2 separate regions of the Mus musculus genome follow, and region 2 is linked to region 1. A link is a contact called in public promoter capture Hi-C data. All regions are on one chromosome and are shown on one strand. The core of a region is the stretch at or near the end of the contact, and the rest is flanking DNA. Distances in the headings are between cores, read along the strand shown. Region 1 holds the start of Dimt1 (DIM1 dimethyladenosine transferase 1-like (S. cerevisiae)). Region 2 holds the start of 1700006H21Rik (RIKEN cDNA 1700006H21 gene).

Region 1 (6,185 bases), core at 2,235-4,734:
AGTGTTAATTAATTTTTTTAACTATCTTTTTTTTTCCATTTTTTATTAGGTATTTAGCTCATTTACATTTCCAATGCTATACCAAAAGTCCCCCATACCCACCCACCCCCACTCCCTAATTTTTTTTTTAATTTTAGCTTTCTTATAACCTCTACATTTAAACATTTAAGTCAATATTGGGAGGGAAAAGGGATAACATTTTCAAAAATCTCTTTTCAGAATGAATAGTTTATTATTCCAAACATCCAAATTAAATGTCTCCTGAAACCAAAGCTAACTCTCTCCAAAGATCCCACCGAGATAAAAAGCATTTTAAAAAAAAAAAAATCATGTTCTATTTGGGCAGTGCATTTCACCGTTTCCTCTGCTTCCAGCTGACTTTCAGAAACAACACCATAGTAGCTCATAAAAATATACAGATCTCATTGGCTTTTTAAACATTAAAACATTGTTGGGATAATCCTTTGGTTCACAGTTGAAAGGCTGTCTTTGCATTATTCAAGTGTTGGTTTCCATACCAGCAGAGAGTTTAGTACTGTCTGACTTTGGTAGTGTTACTTTTAGGGATCATCAGCTGTCTCTGTAAGCTCTTGTCCATCACTTCTGATCCGTTTAATAAAGAGCTGACTGCCAGTAGCTGAGGAGAACAGGAATGTTGGGCAGAGATAGGAACTGTGGGAAGAATCGAGAGGCAGCAATTCTCCATCAACACATGGAGGAGGTCGTACATACCAGGACTGCGTAATGGGTAAAGGGAGAGTCATGTAGCAAATGTAGACTTGAATCACTGGGTTAATTAAGTTAGAAGAGCTAGCTGCAAGGTGGCCAACTAAGGCCTAAGCTATAGCAAATAATGCTTCGAGTGCAGATTTTAATGTTTTGATATACCAAATCTTCATTGTACACCACTTCAAAACCTGTCTAGGGCTCACCTTGAACTATGGGTTGTATAGGCTTCACCTGCCAAGTACTGTCCTGTCGTGTGTAGCTTTTGCTACCCTGCCTAAGCTCTGGAACTGGCTGCGATACCAGCCCCCACCCAGCTTCCCTTGAATCTACAAATTTAAACACACACACACACACACACACACACACACACACACGTGCTGGGCGGTGGTGGTGCACGCCTTTGATCCCAGCACTCAGGAGGCAGAGCAGGCAGATTTGTGAGTTCAAGGCCAGCCTGGTCTACAAAGTGAGTTCCAGGACAGCCAGGACTATACGGAGAAACCCTGTCTCGAAAAACCAAAACCAAAACAAACAAACAAACAACCCCACCCCCACACGCACCAGTTAACCTTAAAACGCCTTTGCTAACTCAATGACTGAGCACTGCTAAACCTCTTCTGCCACTCCAGGTATAATCGGACAGAGTGTCCATTAGCCACTCAAAAAGGAAAACTCACATGGCTGGTTGGCATTATCTCCTACAGCTCCTCCTTCTTCTTCCCCAGCTCTCTCCATTCTGCCTTCGTCCTCCCACTCAACTCTAAGTGTCCCTCCCCATTCTCAGTCATCGGGCGCTGGTATCTTTATTGATGGATCAAGAGCCAGTTGGAGAACCTGAGCATTAGAACTAACCCCTACACTGTCCTGATTCATTTCTTTTAGTTTTTTCTTCTGTTTTGTTCAAAAAGTAGTCAGATTCTTGTTTGTCCTGTTCATCACTGTCGTAATGCTGACAGTCCAGGAATGTCCATGCAGAAAAATTCTCAAATTACCAAAGCTGCCATTTTCGTGTACCTAGCCTAGGTTGTAATTGTTGTGGTCCTGATAGGTGTGCAGTGACCTTGCATCTGAAAAATGAACTGAAGGCCTTTCAGCATGGTCTCAACATCAGCTTTGGGGCCGAGTGTGAAGTCTAGCATGCGCAGTGCTGCTGCCATAGGGAAGAGAAGGCTGGCGCCATGTCCCTGGGAGGTAGACCAGGAGTCTGGGGTATTGCTAGGTGTGTGAGACTGCACACCTCCCCCTTTTAAAAATAAGCTATTTGTAAAAGCAGTGGTGATGTCATGTTCAGATTCCACGAAGGAACTTTGAATTGCTGAGTGCCAGTAACTGCGAGGGGAAGCTTAAGTTCCAGAAAGAAAAACAACGCCATAATTTTTTTTTTTTTTTTTTTTTTTTTTTTTTTTTTTGCTAATCGCGTATTTTGGCTTTTGTAACTGTAGTTAGCTTGCAACTGCGGGATGGGAACCTTGAGGGCTTTCCAGGCTCAGAGATGAATGAACTTGGGTCCGGAATACCCAGCTGTAGTCACCTGCGGCTGGAAGAAAGGCTTTCCATTGGCTCATAGGCAGTGTTCAAGTGCTCCTTGGTGGGAACCCCATAATAGTCGACTATAAATAAAAGATTATATTAGGATATTTTAGAACTTTCCCTGTGCTCGAATTACAGCAAAGAAAGGAAGGACTAAAACCTAGGCTACGAGAAAAAAAAAAAAAAAAAAAAAAGCCGGGCGGTGGTGGCGCACGCCTTTAATCCCAGCACTTGGGAGGCAGAGGCAGGCAGATTTCTGAGTTCGAGGCCAGCCTGGTCTACAAAGTGAGTTCCAAGGACAGCCAGGGCTATACAGAGAAACCCGGTCTTGAAAAACAAAACAAACCAAAAACCAAAACAAACAAACAAAAACCTAGGCTACGGAACAGGTTCTTAGCAGTAGCCTTTGGTGGTTGATTGCAAAGACTTTCTTCAGCGCACAAACAGAAAAATTAAAACCGAAACATTACACTGGCAAGAAAAACAGCCATGAATCTTTTATTCTGTATGTTACAGCCCGGCGTATAATCCCATTACAATATCCAACACATACCTGTAATCAATCCCATTTACAGGGTTTTGAAATTGTTATAGCCTTTATCTTTCAATAAATAAACATTGAGAGCAGCATATTTTAACTATGACATTCCAGTGCTGGAACTCAGCAAAACGACGAGAAAATGAACAAAAAGCATAGAGAAGTAACCAGTAAGTGCCGTGTTGGAACGAGAGCTAATTCTAATCTAACTGCTTTCCACAACGGAGAGACATGTTACCCTAAACCACCAAGCTCCGTGTCCATCGAGCCTAGGCTTCTCAGCCCACAACCTGCAGGGAAACAGGAGAGACACGAGAGATCTTTCCGCAGATATCAGAATGTCCCAGGGCAGTGCCAAATGAAGCACCCAATTTGCCGAGACCCAACCAATCCTAACTGCCTGCCTGAGCGGCGCGGTTTCCTCTGGGAAATCGGGCTCTTGGGGAAGTTGTTGCTCCAGCTAAAACTCTAAAATCCGGTGGCTAACCCGCTGGAGCCAGCCTTGCCTCCGGAGGAGCTCACCAGACAGAAACTACAATCTCAGCAGCCACTGGGCTCGAGTCCGCCTTGCCGCGGGAGGAGCCCATAAGAGACTACAATTCCCAGCAGCCACTGGGCTCCGGCCTGCCGCTGACTGGGTGGGTCGGTGATCGCAGTGGGCGGGGAAGTGGGCCTCTCGGGCGCCTAGTCGTGACGGCGACTGAGGGCGACTTCCACGCGGTTCCCGGCTGCTTTCGCTTGGCACAGGGACTCCTCCGAGAAGATGCCGAAGGCCAAGTCCGCAGCGAGTAGCCGCCGGCGGGATCGTCAGGAGCAGCGCCGGGAGCTGAAGCGAGCTGGAGGTGCGGTGTGGAGGATGCTTGGGACTGACCCGCGGCGGGGGAGCCCTACGGTGGCCTGCGCCTCTAGCCGCCCCGAGGAGGGTGGGCGCTCAGCGCTGACCCTTCCCCGCGCGCGCCTGGTCTTCCTTGCCAGCAGGAGGGATGGATGGACTCAAAGATACATCCCAACCCCGGCCGGGAGCGCGGCGCTTGTGGATGCATTGGAGCAGAAACCGTCCCGGGTCCATCCTGCTTCTCTGGGACGGCCTGAGATCGGTTCTTGAAAAGTTGGGAAATTAAGGCTGCTTCGTGTTTTATTTCAGGACTCATGTTCAACACAGGGATCGGACAACACATTTTGAAAAATCCTCTAATTGTTAACAGCATCATCGATAAGGTGGGTGTTAACGATGAAAGGCAGAGCGTTTGTGGATTGTATTTTTCTGACTACTTAATGCCTGTATGCCTAAGTTGCATGCCCATAATTATCCCAGCATTTGGGGAAGCTGAGGCAGGGTGATATGCTCGACCGCAGCCTACATACTAAGAAAATATAAACCAAGATAGGGTGCCTGACAGAATAGTTGCTCTGTATGTATATGTTGGATGGGTTGAGAATTGCCCAGTGATTTCCAGATTATTTCCACTTTTTGGAGGCTCCATCTTGTTTTTGGAACTGGGTCTCATGTAATTCAGGGTGGCCTCAAACATGGTGTGTGTCAAAGCCAGCCTTGAACTCCACTTTGCAAGCGTGTATCATTTTGATCACTTTCTAAGTACATCATCGTTACTCTTTTTATTCCAGACCGTAAATTTACGTCCAAATCACACTGAGTTTGTTCCTCAGGAAAAGATATGGTACTGCATATGAACTGTTTGGAGGATTCCTTCTGTATGGGTTACTGTGCTGTGCTTATGGAGGATTGAGGGCCTGGAGGTAAAATACAGACGGTACAGGGAGCATCCTGGAGCCATAGAGTATAGTTCTCCAGTCTCACCGAATATTCTACTCATAAGCATATGCACACTGGTAACGTTTTGTATGGTTACTATATTCTTAAAACTGTACAGTGGTTAAGAATTGAGAAATCTTTTCCATTTGAATGCACTCTTTCCCATTTGAACTCTTTGGAAGTTACAATTAGTTACAGTTTGCTGGAATTATTGCCAATGTAGAAAGCAGGAACCCACCAGTAGAACCGATTGCTCTTGCTTTTGTTCTGGCTCCAGAAGCTGAGTATATCCCCTAAGTTAGGAAATACAGGTTTTCACTTATACCTAATGCCTTTGAGGTACTACTGCTGTTAACCACATAAACCCTGAAAAAAATGAAGCCAGAGTAAAATGTCTTTAACTGTACATTGATAAACAGAAACAGTCACTTACAGACTTTGTGTTCAAGTGGGCCAGAGCATAAAGGAGTTGTGTTTATTTATAGGCTGCTTTAAGACCTACCGATGTGGTGCTGGAAGTTGGGCCTGGGACTGGCAATATGACTGTCAAGCTGTTAGAAAAGGCCAAAAAGGTAAAAGTGGGGTTTCGTGTGTTACTCTCAAATTAGCTCAGCTGGTTTACAAATGTGAATGTTTTAATAAATTGGCATTGTTCCAATAGTAGTTAGTGGGCCCTTAGAAATTTTATCTCTAAAAATGAGATCTTTCTATCAAAGAAAACAAAATCTACACTTGATGTATTGGTGGGTGATCTAATATAGGAATGGGCCATGTGTTTAAAGGAGTAATAATAAAATAGAAAGTCTGAGATAACCCACAGGGCAGCAGCTAACCATTATGAAGCCTGGAAGAACAGAGCCGTGAAGTTAAAGTCATTAGGACCAAGTTCAGCAGGAGACTCAGAGGGTAGGATGATGATGAAGAATGGGTCAGGGAGTCAACCAGAATCAGAAACTCAAATGGCTACGATGTAGAAGTGGTCACGACACTTGGTGAAGCCCCTGTGGATGTGGCAGGAAAATAGTTCAGCTTTATCCACTTCCATTCACCTGGAGTGCTATGGTTTCTACTCTGGATGTCAGTTGATGAGAGTACTTGTAGGTCCCTTCTATGCTGTCTAAAAACCACTAACTACATAAAGTGTTGTCATCATCTGTTCAGTAACACAGCATGGAGACAGATCAGACAGGATGTTGTTTTAAGTGTAGAAAAGAGTAGAGCTGGTGTTTGTGTTAAGACTGAAAAAAGCTTAAGTCATTGTAGCTCCTATGAGTTATTACTGGGAGGGTAAAAAACATTTATACTCCACAATCAAGCTTTTTTGTTATTGTTAATCTAGGTAGTTGCCTGTGAACTTGATCCAAGGCTAGTAGCTGAACTTCACAAAAGAGTTCAGGGCACGTGAGTATATGTAATAACTAAAGGGCATTTCAGTCTTCTCAAACAAGCTCTTACAATTTCTCTCCTTGTTTTCAGGCCTCTGGCCAGCAAACTCCAGGTCCTGGTGGGAGATGTACTGAAATCAGATTTGCCATTCTTTGATGCTTGTGTGGCAAACTTGCCTTATCAGGTATTTCTCAAGCTGTCAGAAGCGTCACACTGAGCATTTCTCTG
Region 2 (6,719 bases), core at 3,376-5,875, 740 kb after region 1:
ACAGGGCTGTGATAAGTCTTTCAGCAAAGAGTGACATCCAGGCAGCAAAGCCTACTCTGCTTCTGGAGTAGACAGCCAGCCTTCCTCAGGAAACCTCAGACAGCTATAACGCTAGGCTACACCACACGAGGACAAGAACTGTGAGTACCCAGGATGACAGGGGCAACAGATCCAAGCCAGGGTCTTCTCTCTGCCTGGTCCTTGCCTTGCTCCCTTGCTCCCCCAACTCTCTCCAGCCTTTGTGCCTTCCTACTGTCCCTCAGATTCCCCAAGCTCTTTCTAGACTCACAGCCTCTGCCATTCTTTCTCCCTGGATGACCTCCTCCCCCCCCCCACCCCCCCGCCCAATTTTATGGACAAGGGTCTTTCTTGTCATCAGTCCCGCCTCAGTTAAATGTATTCATCAGATCATCACCAACTCTCAGCCAAAGGATGGCCACTCTGCTGTGTTCTGTGTTGGTTGCTAAATGCTCCTTTCAAAAGGCTGTCAGTTTTATCGTGTGTGTGTGTGTGTGTGTGTGTGTGTGTGTGTGTGTGTGTGTGTGTGTGTGTGTATTTATCTGACTTGGATCTCTGTGCATCTCCTCTCTTTTGAAATACGTACTCCACCGATCTTGTTTGGTTCCCTGTATCTCAGCAATTACTCCAGAGCCTGACATGTGCTTGGTGTCTTTAAAATATTCATTGGCTGGCCAAAGAAATGAGTTGATACAAATACAAATGCTACCACTGGTTATATCAAACATTCAGGCAGTGCAAGCATCAGGCACAGCCCTCCATGTGTCTGAATTATTAACGTCCTTAATAACATTTCAGCTGAGTCGTGAAGAGGCAAATAGAAGTTTCCAGGCACAGGATGGAGGTAAGGGTGTCCCAGGCAGAGAAAACAGGACATGCAAATGCTCTGAGCTGTGAAGCCCTAGGACAAAATCACCAGTTCACAGCAGGCAAGGCATGGTTAGGGAAGGGCCAGGAGATGTGTTAAGATACAGGCTGGAGAGGTTGAGAGGTGATGGGAAGGCCAGTCCATGCTTCAGATTTCATGTCTTAGCAGCCAGCTCAGGGACACAGGTATCTCGCTGTGTTCATGGCAACATTTCTACAGCCCATAGCTACCCCTGGCAGTGCCCAGTGTCTGTTGTGACCATTGATTATAAGTAATGACTAGCTTATAGCTTCTCTGCTGCTTGGTCATATATTTTGGGGGTTGTGGGTGTCTCTGTAGATGTTTCTGTATGAGAGAGACTAAAACTGAATGAGGCTGATTGCTCTCCAGTGTGGGGGTGGGCCTAAGCCAGCTAAGGGAGGAGGGTCTGAAGAAAACAAAGGGCTGAGCCTCAAAGCCATCCTATTATAGCTCAAAGGACAGCTGTCCTGGGTCTCCAGGGTGCTGACTCATCCTGCAGATCTCCAGGTTTGCCAGCCTCCATAGCTGCATAAACTAATCCCTTTTCATAAACCTTGTGTACACTTACGAAGGGACCGCATGTCTCTCTGAAGACCCCACCTTATACAATCAGATCTTTACCTTGGCGTGAGGAGGAGAAGGGGATGGAGAAACAACCTAAGGTCTCGGAGAGGAGGGGGAAGGATGAGTGAGGGCAGAGTAACAGACAGACAGACAAACAGACAGACAGACAGACAGACAGAAGGTTCCCCTCCCCCACTCACCTCTAGGGCTCTGCTGTGAGTGGCTGTAGACCCCAAGTCAAGAGACAAGCTGAACCAAGGCCTGTCTCCAGGTTCTAATGACAGCCCCCTTCCTCACTGCTTTAATGAGCTGCAGTCAGGCCTCTGACAGATAGCGGCTTGGCTGTCGATTTGGGATATTAGAAGACAGGACCCAGACTGGGTTCATTAGTAGCACATGTAAATGTTCACCCCCTGCACCCAAAGACAAAGCAGAAGAGTTCCAGGTTTGGGTGAGTTCATTAGTTGTTTTGTTTTTAAACCATTGTCTGCCACACTCTGCTGCTTCTAGCACGGGATCAGTAGCAGTAGCTAGCAAGGAAGAGTAGAAAACATGGAACAGACCAGACTCCTCAAAGGGGCAGTTGGCTGTGTGTGGCTCAGGGACATTAGACTCAGACTTATCCCATCTCTGACTTAGCTATGGATCTTGAGGCAACTGTTTATCCCCACGTCCTGTTCTCTGTGATTCAGTGTGCTCAAAGGTCCCTCTGGGTCTGACACTTAAGGTGACAGACTCTTCATGCCAAGTAGGGCTCAGGAGCCTCCTTGAAGTATTCAATGCTAAAAACTCAATTTCAAAATCTGAGGAGGGGCTACTCTCCCCTCCCCTCTGTCCAACTTCCAACTTCTGTGGTCAAAAGACAAGAGAAAAAATGAACCACCTTATCTGCTGTGTACAAATTGTATTCAGTCTTAAACTTGCCATGTTTGAAATATTCATTCCTTTTCAGTCTCTGTCTGTCTCTGTGTGTGTCTCTGCCTCTCTTCCTCTCTCTGTCTCTGTTTTTCTACGTGTGTGTGTGTGTGTGTGTGCACATGTGCACGTGTCTGTCTGTCTGTCTGTCTGTCTGTCTGTGTGTCTCTCTCTTTAAACTTAGTACCAGGTTCTGAGAATCCCAAGCCACTAGGGAAGGCCACCTGCAAACATTCAGGCAAGCATCCTGGCAGAGCTCCACACCAACACCAGCATCCCCGGCCAGCCTTGAAAACATGAGCAATCTTTGACCTTGGGCAAGCTTGGTACACAGTAGTGGATCACTGGAACACCTAACTTCTGCAGCATGAGGAATGAAGAACACAGGAGACTGAAAAGATTATAAAAATGTATCTCATAAGCCCTGAATTGCTCCACAAATATAAAGTCTCACTGTTAATGTCACAAGTTTTGCTACGCTCTTCCAGTTCTTTCCAAAAAACTCATCGCCTGGCCTTTTGTTTCAGCCAAATTTGGGCTCTTGTCTCAGGCAGCTTTCTGCTTTGGCTCTGTGCATGAAGTTTTATATTTTCCAGGTGAGGTTTTATGTGAGGCCAAGAGGCCTCTGGGTTTGCCTAAGCAAGGGTCTTCATCTGCATGATGATCCTCCTTCATAAATCTGTGTATAGGTGAATTTCAAATCCCAGGTTTTCACTGCACACTCCTATATGGAAAGAGGTATCCACATGTGTCCTTGGTAATGGATGTTCCTAATTGTCCTGGAAGCAAACATTCCCCAGCCAAAATATTTGCAAATGTCTCTTGCAGACAATTGTCTACCACCACAGTGCACAGGGTCTTGCATTAAAAATGGCAGGTCACAGTGACCACAGAGAGAAAATACGACCAGAGCAAGCTTACTGTGGCTTCTTTTTAATGACCTAAACAAACTCACTGCTAAAAAAGAACTATGAGACTTACACTAAGGAGCTGGCTCAGTTGGTAAAGTGCTTGCCTTTTGCAAACACAAGGACCTAAGTCAATCCCCAGAGCCCATATTGAAAAAGCCAAGTACGGTGGCATTTGTAATGCCAACACTAGGGAGGCAGAGTCAAATAGGTCTGGGACTTGCTAGCTGACAAGCTCCAGGAAATTGAGATACCCAGCCTTAAACAGACTTAGGGATGATGCCTGAGGATACCCTATGCCCTCCATACATTTGTGCACACGCACACACTTCCTTATGTGAGAACCTGCACATATATGAATGCACACAAACACACACATACACATATACCAAAATAAAATAAAAATTAGGAAACTAATTCTCTAACAGAGTTAAATCACAGAGCAGGACCTTCCAGCCCAAACCATCAACAGTAGAAATCTTTATCTTTTTCAATACTTTCATTATTATATCAAGCCTGAAAGGTGACATCGCATGCTTTTTAAAATATCTATCCAACGGTTCAAATTTCTTTGTCTTCTAAAACAGAAATAAATGAAAGAAACTTTGATGGAGAATCTAGCTATCTGGACATACAATTTAAAGTATCTCTGGATGTCACCCCCACCCTCACACCCCTGAATAGTGTTTGAAGTTGGGTTTTTCTTTTTTCTTTTTCTTTCTTTCTCTCGCTCTCTCTTTTGTTTGTTTGTTTGTTTGTTTGTTTGTTTTTCGAAACATGGTTTCTCTGTGTAGTCCTGGCTGTCCTGGAACTCACTCTGTAGACCAGGCTGGCCTTGAACTCAGAAATCCTCCTGCCTCTGCCTCCCAAGTGCTGGGATTAAAGGCATGCTCTCTCCCTGTTTCCTTGACCAGTTAACATAGACAGAAGACAAAGCATCATCGTCGCCGTTTCACAAGTCCAGGAGGATCAAGCCCGGCCTCTCCCTATCTTTTCAGGGGACCATGCCTGGGCCATCATTTGTCTTGAATCATCCTGTGGGAACAGGACTGAGGATGGGGAAGGAGAGGGGACGGAGTCACACGATGAATCCCAGGAATCAGACTCCAGAGACCAGCATCAGGGTGCAGATCTGAGTTTATTGCACAATGCATAAACTTATATACAGTGTTTGAGCCAATCCCAAGCCCCTAAATCCTCAGCCAATCATATCTCACCACACTGTCACTGTGCCCCAATGAAAGCTGTGCCTGATGAGGTAACTCAGAAGGAACTGGGCCGTTAGGACTTCCGGGGTAAGCAGTTCCTTCCTGCTGTCTCACGGGTGTTCTGGGAGACATCTTAGATCTAATGAGGACGCTTCGAGGAGTCGCAGGAGCTTGTGGCGAGCTTGTGGCGCCTCGCTCTCCATCCCACACTTTCCTTCATGAGGTTGATCTCCACACCCCCGCACCATTCTGACCTGTGCTGTCTGGAGGATGGCTCATACAGGGGCTGGAAGTCGGCAAAGAGTTCCCAGGTCAATTCTCACACCAGCTAGTCGCCATCTAGATTCCATCAGTGATGAGGACTAGGAGAATGGGGTGCTGGAAAAGGGGGTGCAGTCTTAGGTTCCTCCTGGCACCCGGAAGATGCAAGAGGCAGTTCTGGGCTTATGGGAAACCTGAGCACCTTAATGCTTTTCATACATTTATAGCACACATGTCAGAGTATTATGTCTTTGTAAGCGCTAGCACAGGCTTCTGGCTTCTTGAATCTTGTCCATATACCAACTTCCCAGTCCATATACCAACTTCCCAGTCCATATACCAACTGTCCAGGAATACAGCAACCCTGGTTGGGGGGGTTATAAGATTTTCTCTATATAATTGTAGCTCAGTCCCTAATGTCTGAATAAATTCATCTTCTCTCTTTCTTCCCTTTCCCTTTCTTCTCTTTCTCTCCCTTCCTCCTTCCCTCCCTCCCTTCCTCTTTCTTTGGCCTTCCTGACACTTCCCAGATTGATAACAAATTGCTGCATCGAATTTCTTCTGTTTGGTTTACTTAGAGAAGCTTTAGTTTTTTTGTTGTTCTTTTAAAAAAATTTTATTAGGTATTTTCTTCATTTACATTTCAAATGCTATCCCAAAAGTCCCCTATACCCCCCTCACCTGCTCCCCTACCCACTCACTCCCACTTCTTGGACCTGGCTTTCCCCTGCTTTAGTTTTCTTTACAAAACTGCTGGCAGTTTGTAGATCAAAACACCCCTAGGATGCCCCATTCTCTGCCTACTTGGTAGCCAGCTACTCTGTCTCTCTTATGAACTCCAATTTGAATTAGATTAACAATATTTCCCAACCCTTAAATTCCCAGTCTCTTTGTACTTCCCGGGTAACTACGTGACAATTTTGGCCAAGGAAATAAGGAGTTTTCTGGGACTTAGAGGGAACTGTTTTCTTTCCTGGTAAGATGAAACAGATAGGAATGGAGCCACCGGTTATACTCTTTTTCTATTTTGCATAAATGTGTGATGCTGGGACCTGCAGCAGCCTCTTTGCATCCACGAGTCAACAAACTTGAGAATCAAAGGGGGATCCTCTAGAAATGATGCAGTGGAAACAGAACATTGGTGTTCTGTCGAACATGGGCGTGAGATGCACACCATGGGACCAGTTTAGCCTTCCCAGTCCATCTTTCAGTGCCATCCCTACCATAGCTGTAGGAATCCCCAGGACTTTCCTTGAACTCAGTTCTTTTGCAGTAACTTCCGGCTTAATTTGTCCACCCAGGAACACTGGACACTGCTCTCCAGCTCCCATTAGCTGTTTTCAGGTGCACGCAAGGCTTCTCCCAAGAAGGCAGAAAACAGATTCAGAAAATGGATAAAGGGACGTTCCCACAAACAAGAGAGAGTCACAAGACAGTGCGTGCAGACAGAAACTGACAGCCGCAGCCTGCAATGTTTGACCTCTCTGTCTCATTTTGAACTGCCCTTTATCAAAAACTCACCACACAATTCTCATTAGAGCCTTGGCGATAAGATGGAGTAGGTCAGAGAGAGATTACTTTGGGTCATGGCCAATAATACAGGGAGTCAAGGGTCCTCTCCTCTCCTACTTTTCTCCTTGTCTCTTCCACCAAACTTGGCTGAGGCGCCCATGCTCCCTGGAAGCCAGAGCTGCTTCCCTGCTGCTAATTCTCTTGACTAAGGCCCTGGTGAGATAAGAACCCCGGCTTTCCTCCCAGAGAGTTGCTCACCCACTGCCTTGCCCTGCTTTAATTAAGTGGACATCTCATTCCCACGGAGGGCATACAGCTGCTGTGCTTTCCCAGGATCTCGAGATCAGAATTTTAAAGATCCTTAGGATTCTCTTGCAGGAACTGTGCCTCTCCCCCCATTCACCTCCTGGGGCCATGGTTCCTTTAGGGTGCCTGGCCAGGGTC

The links. Promoter capture Hi-C pulls out the DNA fragments that hold promoters and counts their contacts.
Region 2: a contact with region 1 is called in a promoter capture Hi-C map of stem cell-derived epiblast-like cells, with 3 times the contacts expected there. The contact joins the promoter of 1700006H21Rik here to the promoter of Dimt1 in region 1. A contact is called at or near these places in 3 of 39 promoter capture datasets (liver and stem cell-derived epiblast-like cells).

What each region holds. Positions count from the first base shown.
Region 1 is chr13:106,943,645-106,949,829 of GRCm38.p6, forward strand. It overlaps Dimt1 (DIM1 dimethyladenosine transferase 1-like (S. cerevisiae)), which reads left to right and starts at 3,485. Exons shown (of 12, transcript NM_025447.4): 1 at 3,485-3,639; 2 at 3,942-4,015; 3 at 5,057-5,143; 4 at 5,911-5,972; 5 at 6,048-6,141. The coding sequence starts at 3,561.
Region 2 is chr13:107,682,772-107,689,490 of GRCm38.p6, forward strand. It overlaps 1700006H21Rik (RIKEN cDNA 1700006H21 gene), which reads left to right and starts at 4,626. Exons shown (of 3, transcript NR_045900.2): 1 at 4,626-4,813. Gm52061 (a long non-coding RNA gene) reads right to left here and starts at 6,609. Exons shown (of 2, transcript XR_003950694.1): 1 at 6,534-6,609; 2 at 4,414-4,880.